2 separate regions of the Sus scrofa genome follow, and region 2 is linked to region 1. The links are chromatin contacts, called in public HiChIP or PLAC-seq maps. All regions are on one chromosome and are shown on one strand. Each heading gives the region's core, a stretch centred on a gene start, on an enhancer-like site or on the middle of the called end of the contact. The rest is flanking DNA. Distances are from core to core; before and after follow the strand shown.

The links. HiChIP or PLAC-seq counts read pairs in DNA pulled down with a chosen protein or histone mark.
Region 2: a contact with region 1 is called in an H3K27ac HiChIP or PLAC-seq map of alveolar macrophages. The contact joins the promoter of SLC35C2 here to the promoter of CD40 in region 1. A contact is called at or near these places in 2 of 47 Hi-C or Micro-C datasets (embryonic fibroblasts and fetal skeletal muscle) and 1 of 2 datasets of contacts at active chromatin or transcription factors (alveolar macrophages).

The regions. Positions count from the first base shown.
Region 1 is chr17:48,283,969-48,288,437 of Sscrofa11.1, reverse strand. It overlaps CD40 (CD40 molecule), which reads right to left and starts at 2,322. Exons shown (of 9, transcript NM_214194.1): 1 at 2,272-2,322. The coding sequence starts at 2,322. The region is part of intron 1 of LOC106506699 (a long non-coding RNA gene); the gene reads left to right.
Region 2 is chr17:48,523,563-48,528,119 of Sscrofa11.1, reverse strand. It overlaps SLC35C2 (solute carrier family 35, member C2), which reads left to right and starts at 3,008. Exons shown (of 10, transcript NM_001185159.1): 1 at 3,008-3,050. ELMO2 (engulfment and cell motility protein 2) reads left to right here. Exons shown (of 21, transcript XM_021078300.1): 21 at 1-1,421. The coding sequence ends at 58.

The DNA.
Region 1 (4,469 bases), core at 1,073-3,572:
GTGAATCTGTGTTGTCAGTTCTCTGTCCACGTGCTCCCTAAAATCAGCCCATGCTTTGGGAAAAGCCAGTGAAAAGAGCAGTGTAACAGTTAAACAGCTTAAGGCTCCAATCATGACTTTGCAACATTTATTTTGCCTCTCTTGGCTTCAGTTTCTACATCTCTCAAATGGGAATAACACTACTCACCCCAAAGATTGGTTTGTGAAAATGAGAAAGAATTGATATATATGGCCTGGCATAGGCTCTGGAACACAATAATAGGTGTTCATTAAATGGCAGGTGTTTTTATTTTTTGTTTTTGTTTTTTACGGCCGACCCGCAGCATGTGGAAGTTCCTGGGCAAGGGATTGAATCTGCCTCGCAGCTGAGACCTACTGCGCAGGGCAGGGGATGGAACCCCCACCTCCCCAGTGACCCGAGCTGCTGCAGCTAGATTTCTAACCCACTGCACCACAGTGGGAACTCCTAAATGGCAGTTTTAATTAGCATACATATATACCAGTATTCACTTGGATGCCTAGCACCCTGGCTAACTGGCTGGTTGTACAGGATCCTGCCTCATGGGTGGCTGTCATTCAGGTGGGTGGGCAAATGACTTGAGGAAATACATCTTACCCCAAATGAGGAAGGAAACAGAAAAGGCTACTGCCCCCACCATCGCATCACAGCACGCTAGCCTATATATATTCTCTGTGCAACTCTGTGGATGTTCCCACCACGCTCCCAGAACCATGAAAGTCCTTTATGCCATGTTCAAACACATGAGAAATTTAGCTCCTCCTCTGAAAATCTGTCAATCCCCAGTTCCCACTTCACAGCTTCAGTCCTTCTGACACCAAGTAGCTCAGGACCAAGGTTTGGAGACTCTCACCATCTGAGAGGCAGGCTCAGGAATCAGGCAGATGAAGATTTACATGCAGTTTCCACCTAGCTATAAGAATTTGGGCAAGACATTGTCTCTCTCTGAGCCTCAGTGTGCCCATCTGTATAATGGGGGAGTTGAAAGAAGTCAGACAGAGAGTAAAGCATTTTGCTCAGAGCCTGACACCCAGGAAACGCTCCATAAATAGCTCCAGCTGTTGCTGAGCTTCATCTCAACCTGGAGCTATAACTGGGAGTTTGCTCTTGAGAAGCCCAGACCACGCTTCATCCTATCTCCCCCGGCGTTTCCTCCGCTTCTTCTCCATGAGCCCTCTTCCTGCCTCCTTTCTCCCTGAGAGCCATTGCTTAGAGTGAACATGAAAGCACTGAGACCAAAGCAGCCTCCCCTCTCTTCCCTGGCTGCCAACCCCCTACTTCATGGGTCATTCCTGTTCTGCCTTCATGCCAGAAACTACAGCCCTTGAAAGTTAGGGGGAGACCGAAGGGGCTGGAATGAGAGTGTCAGGTACTGGGGGGATTCCCGGCCTCCAAAATGAGGAACTACAAAAATACATTTAAACTAAAAGCGAGTCAAGTGTGGGCCTCTGAAAATTCCGGAGATATGCTTGGTTGGGCATATCCGAGCCTTTCTGGTGCCTAGAGAAACCCCCACTGGGCTTCTAACCCTTTCGTGTTCCCATAAACTGTTCATTTCCCCCAGAGTCTCCTATGTCATCTTAAACTCAGGAGGCAGAAACACAGCCTTAGATATCCCTCCTAAGTCAGATCACTCAGGATTTGGGGCTGGAGGTGGGAGTGTTAAAAGCTCCTAGGCTTCTCAAAGAAGCACCTGGGCCTCTGCATTCATCCCTTGTTCCCACAAGATGCCCTAAAAGAAGGCAGCCCCAGCTGGCCAGGAGGTGATAACCACTCACAGAGGCTGGCATCTGTCCACAATAGGAAAGAGACAGGAAACTGGCCAGACCAACCCTTTCCCTTGGCTGGGCTCCCTCCCCACTTCGGAAACCCGTCCTGTGTCTCGTGTGGCGGTGTCGTGTCTCGTTGTGGCCAGCCCCCGGCAGACCCCTACTCCAGGACTCTAGTCTGACCAGATAAAGCTTCAGGTTCCCCAAACCGCAGCCCCATCGCCGCCGGCTAGGCAAGTTTCCTACAGTGACCCCACCATGCGCTCTCTGTGGGCTACCTGAGACCCCTCTGCCTGGGAGGAGAGAGAGGCAGCCCACCCCATTCAGCCAGGACCCCGTGTACCTTACCCAGCTTCCACCCAGCTGCCCCGCACCCCCCAAATCAGCTAGGAAGTTCCCCTCCGCAAAGTCTCACTTCTCTTCCCATTCCCTACTCTCAAATCTCAAATTCCCGCCTCTGGTTGGAACAGAAATTCAACTTACGGCGGTCAAAAAGCAGCCCCAGAGGAGACACTTCAGAGGCAGACGAACCATGGCGAGGCGTAAACCAGGCAGCCAGTGCAGAGGCCGCGGGGACTGGGCCTCTACCAGTTCCCCTGTCCCAGTCCACGGACCTCCCAGGAAAGGGGCGGGGTCTTCGGGAACCAATCGCGACCAGCCTCCCTGGCGGGGGGCGGAGTTCCCGGCCTTGCCCCTCCCCGGGATTTCCCCTAGGACATTCCCAAGTGGTCTAATTCCCTCGGGAGTTTAGGGACGCGCTTTGGCGGGAGTTGGGGAGAAGGGGGACGTATGGTCCAGGAAAAGCCCCTTCTTGGGGCTCCTCGCCCCCCTGGGACTACGAAGGCCAAGCTTAGGTGAGCCAGGAGGCAGCCTGCTTCCTGGGCGGAGCTGGGGGGGGGCCGAGGGGAGGGAAGAGAGATCCCTCCGGGTGTTGGGAAAACTCCCCGCGGTTCTTCCCCGCCGCCTCTGGCAATCCCGACAGAACCGAAAAACGTCCCCCACCGCGTGGATGGAGAGGCCTGAGGAAGTTCCCAGAAAACGGGAAGGCCACAGCTGGGGCGTGGGAGGAGGGCTGGGGAGGCATTTCAAGGAAAAGAGTTTCCCAGCTTACAGTTTCACTCTCTTTCAAAGGAAATTCCCTCGCGTGGGCTCAGCGTCCCAGCCTCCCCATCCATCCATCCATCCATGCAATCCCTATCAGAGTCTATTCCCTCCCAGTTCCCATCTGCCGTCTGGAGACAGTCACTTAGAGTAGACCAGCCTTCTGTGGGATGGTAGGACCCTTTGAGAATCTTAGAAGACTGAGGATCCCCTAGTTCTGCAGAAACACATACACCCTTGTACCTGTTATTTCCCTGGTTCAGGCTCTCCAAGCCGTTTCTTGAACCAGTGTTAACTCACTCTGCTCTGCAGCAGGAAACACCTGGGTTCTGGTCTAGGCTCTGCCTCTGATGGGATGCATTTCCTTGAGCCTCAGCTTTCTTCAATGAAACCTGAGGAGTTTGAACTAGATAGCATTTGGGGTGGTGGCCCTCCAAGCTTTGAATTTCTGGGCCGGGCCAAAAGAACACACTACACAGGACCAGAGAGGATGGGAGAGGAGAGGGCTGCTACTGCAAAGGGCACATTTGCAGATGTGTAGATTCTACCTCTGGAATCCATCCCTTCTTTTCTATCCCCTTTGCTATTACCAGAATTCTGAGTCAGCATCTTTCACCCCTGCTGTCCCGGCAGCCTCATTCATTCAGTAAGCATTTGTTCAGCTTCTGCTATGTTCCAGACAGCTTCCTCCCTCTCTTTCTACCTCTCCCTCCCTCTTCCCCCTTCTTGCCTGTCTCTCTCTCTCTCTCTCTCTCTCTCTCTCTCTCTCTCTCTCTCTCTCTGGGTGCACTGTTGCAGTCCTATTTGTAAGATCTGGTCTGATGAGGCACTTCAAACTTTAGAAACCTCTTTGTACTCTCCTATGCCCTCAGGATGCTCCAAAGTCCTCCTGACACAGCGTGGCTGGTCTCCACTCAGCCTCACCCTCTCTCCCCACACTCACACCCTGCCATGTCCTCCCATGAACACTGGCTTCAGCCATACTCGCCTTCTCCCCATTTTCCAAACACACAATTTTTTTTCTTACTGTGTCTTGCTGTTGCCTTCTTTCCTTCTCCCTTCCTGGAACCCCTTTAAATTTCACCTCCTCTTAACTCCCTGCCTGAGACAGAGGTAGATATTCTACCCCCCCTTAGCCCCTGCCCCCTACTGTGCACTCACAGCATTAGCCTGCTGGACTGTCACCCCATCTGCCTGGCCCCGTTTGACTTCGAGCTCTTTGAGGGCAGGACAGAATCTATCCCAGTCCTGGGCACCAATACGCATCTGCTGAATGAATAAATGAGTAGGTTCAGTAACTTTTCATTCTAGGCACAGACTCCATTGGGAAGCGGGTACAAAGCTAGTAGCCTCAACACAGACCTCACGTGGGTGATCAGACACCAGTAGTCTAGGAACACTTGAAATTAGGGACCAGGGGGCTTCGTGAAAGCCACACAAGCATGCCTGGGATGAAGAGAACCTTAAAATATCTTTTCCCTTTTTAACCCACTTTGAAAACACAAGCAGAGTTTTAATTCCTAGGGGGGAAGTGGGGGGCGTTACTCTCATAAATTCAGCCATTACTTATTCTTTATTTG
Region 2 (4,557 bases), core at 1,759-4,258, 240 kb before region 1:
CCCTCCGCCGGTGCCCAAGGAGCCCAGCAGCTATGACTTCGTCTATCACTACGGCTGAGGCCAGAGCCAGAGTCAGCGGCACCCAGCAAGGGACTTGGGGCCCAGGAGAAACATTCACAGTCTGGTGCCTTGTCTTTTGCTTGTACAGAATCTGTAGTGACTGTGGTGGCCAGTCAATGCCAGTCACTCCTCAAACCCACCTCGGACCACCCAGAGCTTCCTCTTGGTCCCTGTCCACTCTGAGTCGTGAAGGCGGGTGCTCTGCCCGCCCCGTCACCGTGGAGCTTGGGATCGGGCCGTGAGGAATGAACAGCACACGCCCTTGCCTTCCAGGCCAAGAAACTGCTTCTTGAGCTGGAGTTAAGAACAGCCACTCACCTTTTCTAACTGAGCCCGCTCGCCAGTCAGCTGGCTCTCCATGTGGGCCAGAGCTGGCCCAGGACAGGCTGCCTGCAGAGGACACATGTGCTGAGCGTGTTGAGAGCCATGGGGAGGCTGCCTTTGGGAGCCCGTGCCTGTGTCTCAGATCTAAGTGGAGGCCTCGGCCTTTGCGTAGTAGATGCCTTGCCCCTGCTTTTGCCGTCTTCGTGAGGGCTCATCCTGGCCTCGTCCAAGGCCATCATGCTGCTGCCGCTGCTGCTGCTGCTGCTGCCGCCGCCGAGGTCTGGCTCTGACATCTCTGGTCTCCAGAGCCACCGGATCCTCCTGCTCACACAGTTGGGTGGGCAGATGGACATTTCTCCCTACAAGGCCTCAGTCGCTCATCCTGGCAAGTCAGAGACAAGCAGGCTAAGTCCCACCCTCTTAGTCTCAAGGGACTCTACAGGGAAAGCCTAGATGTGGCCTCGGCCCAGACTGAGGTGAGGTCACTAGATTCCACGTCCCCCCCTTTGTCTTTTCCTTCTTCGGGGAGAAATCGCCCCCTAACCTGAATGGCAGCCTTCCCGTTTGCTTCCCTTTGGCCTTCCAGACTCAGGAGGCTTGCCTGTCCTTCCTCTCTGGCCCAGCGCTGTGGTTCCTCCCATTGGCTTTGATTTCAGGGAGCCGGCTGGGGCCAGGCAAGGCCACAGCTGTGCCAGTGGGCCTTCCCTGGTGCTGCAGCGCTTGTAAACCACACGCACAGCCTCTCTCCTTGGCCACGTGTAAACACAGGGGCATTCAGTATTGGTAGCCTGGCATGGTGGGTACTGCCCAATGAAGAGGGTACTATATATTTTCTTTACTATAGGCCATACTTATACAGACGTGTATATATATTTATATAAGATCTACCTATCCTAGGATGGAATGTTGGAGGGAAAATAAAATGGGAGGCCAAAAAACAAAAAGGTAACACTTCCAGTTGTGGGCTAAGATTGTAACCTGAGTGGCTGGGAGCTTCCTGTCAGTAACCATGTTTTCAATAAATACTCTTTCATGTACAAACTCGTTCCTATTAACAGCTCTTTCTCTGTACTTGCTCCCTGCCCAAGGGAGCTTTCACCTTGACAAGGCTTCATTGCAGTGTGTCTGGGAGATGTTAGCGAGCTCCAACTGGAGCCGTCAAGAGTCCCTTCCAAGAGTCCCTTCCTCCTCTTCAAGGACTCTGCCCCCACCAAGCTCATGCCTGCGTGCACGCGGGTACACACACACACCCCTGCTGGTTAATGATGCCACAGACTGTCACACCAAGACAAAGTGCTTTCTGCTCAAGCCTGCCGGGTACAGCAGGAAAAGGCATACTCTACACCCGCGTGGACATGTCCTCCCTCTTCTTCCTGCCAGGGACACAGCCAGGAACAGCTCCAGTCCTCATGCCTTACAGAAAAGGCAAGTTCTTCACCCTGTGTGTTGCCGATGCTTGGTGCCCAGCCTACCAGCTGGTGTTTTACGCCGTAGCTCCAAACCTCAGCCTTGGTAGCTGGGAGGCTAGAATGAGGACGGTGATGTAGATACTGCATCCTGCCTCTGAGGGAGAAGAGGCTGAGAATCAGCACTTTCAAAAGGCACAGCAAGTGCATGCAGCCTTGGGGGCTGAATAAAGCCCAGAGCCTGGGTGCCATTGTAGGTGATGGTAAGTGCTGAATGAGCGAATGCCTGCGTGATGCCAGCTGGTGGGGCTGGGCAGCAGCGGCTTGCATAATGAACTGCTTTGACACTCTGGCCTCCATCCTTCTGTTCAGCGAGGCCAGGGAGCCCAGCTGAGTCCATTGCAAGGACTCCTGTTTGCAGCCAGCCTTAGAGCTACAGATCTAGGAGGCAAAAAGTCCCAAACTGGGCCTCAATCTGCAACCCTAGCCTGCCCTAGCCTCCAAATGTTTCCCTCTCTCCATATGCTCTCGGCCTTTTAATCCATCCTGCAAGATGAGGAGGATCCCAACTCCCTACTGGCATTTTTGGGCTCATTGCAACCTGCCCCTTGGTTACTTTTCCAACCATGGTTTTTTTTATAAACAAGTGGGCTCCAAGCCAGGCTCCAGTCTTCTTCTGGCCTCCTTATTTCCTCAGTCTGGGATGCTCTCCGACTCACTGAAATTGAGATCATTCTTTAAAGGTTCAGGCATTCAGAAAATGTTTAATGTTTATTATTTATTACCTCTCATGGATCTTCTAAGTCCTAATATTTAAAGCCCCTAACATCACTCCCCAGCTGGCTTGAGCTCCCAGAAGAAAAAGCCCAGGAGAGAGCTTAGTGTTTCCATGGTTGCCCAGCACTAGCTTGGAGAAAGTAAATACTTAATTTGTAAGCAGCTGACGGTTTTCTGGCTGCCAGAGGTGCGCAGGGGTCTGCAGGAGGCACCGGGGCTCCAGGCCGAGACCCCGGTGGAACCCAGGAGACAAACAACCACAGCCCAAGACCCTGCTCGGCGCGGGGCGCCGGGAGCAACCCGTGAAGCAGAGCGAGGGCGCGCTGCACGGGGTCTCCGCAGAGCGCCCTCGGCCCCGCCCCCGCCCCGCCCCCATCCCCGCCCCGCCCCGCCCTCGGCGGCTTCCGGCAGAAGTTCCCCGGGCGGGTGGCGGCGCTCGGCCTCGCACTTCCGGGAGGAGGAATCCCAAGCGCCCGCTACGAGGTGAGTGGGCGCGCGGCGGGCCTTCGGCGCGCTCCCGGGGTCGGTGGGAGGGGGGACCCGGGCAGGACTGGGAGCGGGGTCCCAGTCTGGCAACGCGTGCCACAGCTTGGGGCCCACCGGGGACCTGCCCCTCCCGGGCCTCGGTGTCCCCGTCTTGGAGGAGCCCGAGGCTCCGCGCGCGCTCCGCTCTCCCTCCACCCCCCGGCATTTCCCGAGCACCCGAGACGTGACCCAGGCAGGCATCACGCCGAGCCAGCCCTGCCCTTGGAGAGGCCGCATCCCGCCGTGGGGTGGGAGTTGGAGATGAACAGTAATCACGTAGGCAAATGAGGAAACGTCAGGCAGTGGGAGGTGCCACGAGGATTAGGAGGGTCCCCTACCCACACCCCTGGAGGTTCAGCCAAGCAAAGGTCGGTGGAAGAGTGTACTGGGCAGAGGGAACAGCACATGCAAGGAAGCACACAGGCTTGTGTTGGACCAGGGGCCAGCGTGGCAGAAAGGAGGGGAGGGAAGAATGAGGTTGCAGATGTGGGCAGAGGCCAGAGGGTAGGAGGCCTTCCTCTTGGGCCAGTGAGGGCCTGGTCTGTTTTCTGTGCTGAAGCCATCCCTCCCGCTGAACTGTGAACTCCAGACCATAGAGGGCGAAGAGGAAGTAGGGATACCAATTAGAAGGCTTGTTAACTTTGAGAAGGTGCTCCTTGGGGGCTCCCGTCGTCATGGGGACTCCCTGCAGTGAGGGGACCTGGACTGGTTCCTGGAAGGAAGGGTAGGATTTGAACAGTGGAGGGACAGCATGGCAGTGATGGAGCAGGAACCGCACCAAAAGCAAGAAGGCGCCAGAAGGCGATTCCCAGGAGGATGCAGACTGCCCCAGCTTGGGAGCTTGGAAGGGGACAGCAGTCTTAGCGCCGGCATGCCCTGGGGTTGCCCATGGGATGTCAGCAGTCAGACTTAATAGGGAGCAGATTTGTCCCCCAGGTGAAATTTAGCAGACATTGTTGGTTGTCACAACTTGGGATGAGGCGGAAGGGATGCTCCAGGCATCAAGGGTGGAGAGACCTGGGGATGCAGTGGAACATCCTCCAATGCACAGGACAGGCCATCTCCCCAAAGAAGATGATCTGGCCCCAAGTGTCAGTCATTCCAAAGCTGAGAAATGTTTGTAGAGAGGAAGGTGCACGGGCCTGGAGTTCTCTTAGATGTGGATTTGGTGCCCATGTGCTCCACTCTAGCTGTGTGAGCAGGAGTCTGATGTGGAGGTGCAGGCAGCAGAGAGAACCACAGAGGAGACCAGTGCGTTGTGTGTGTGTGTTTGGGGTGGGGGGGGGACCATGGTGATTCAGAGCCTAGTGGTGGCGGTCAGGAGATGGGACCCTGTATGGGATTTTTTTTTTTTTTTTTTTTTTTTAAGATAGAGCAGGCAGTATTTGCTGATTGAATGTGGGCCAAGGAAAAGAGAGGAGTCAAGGATGAGGACAAGATTTCTGGGAGTTCCCTGGTGGCCTAG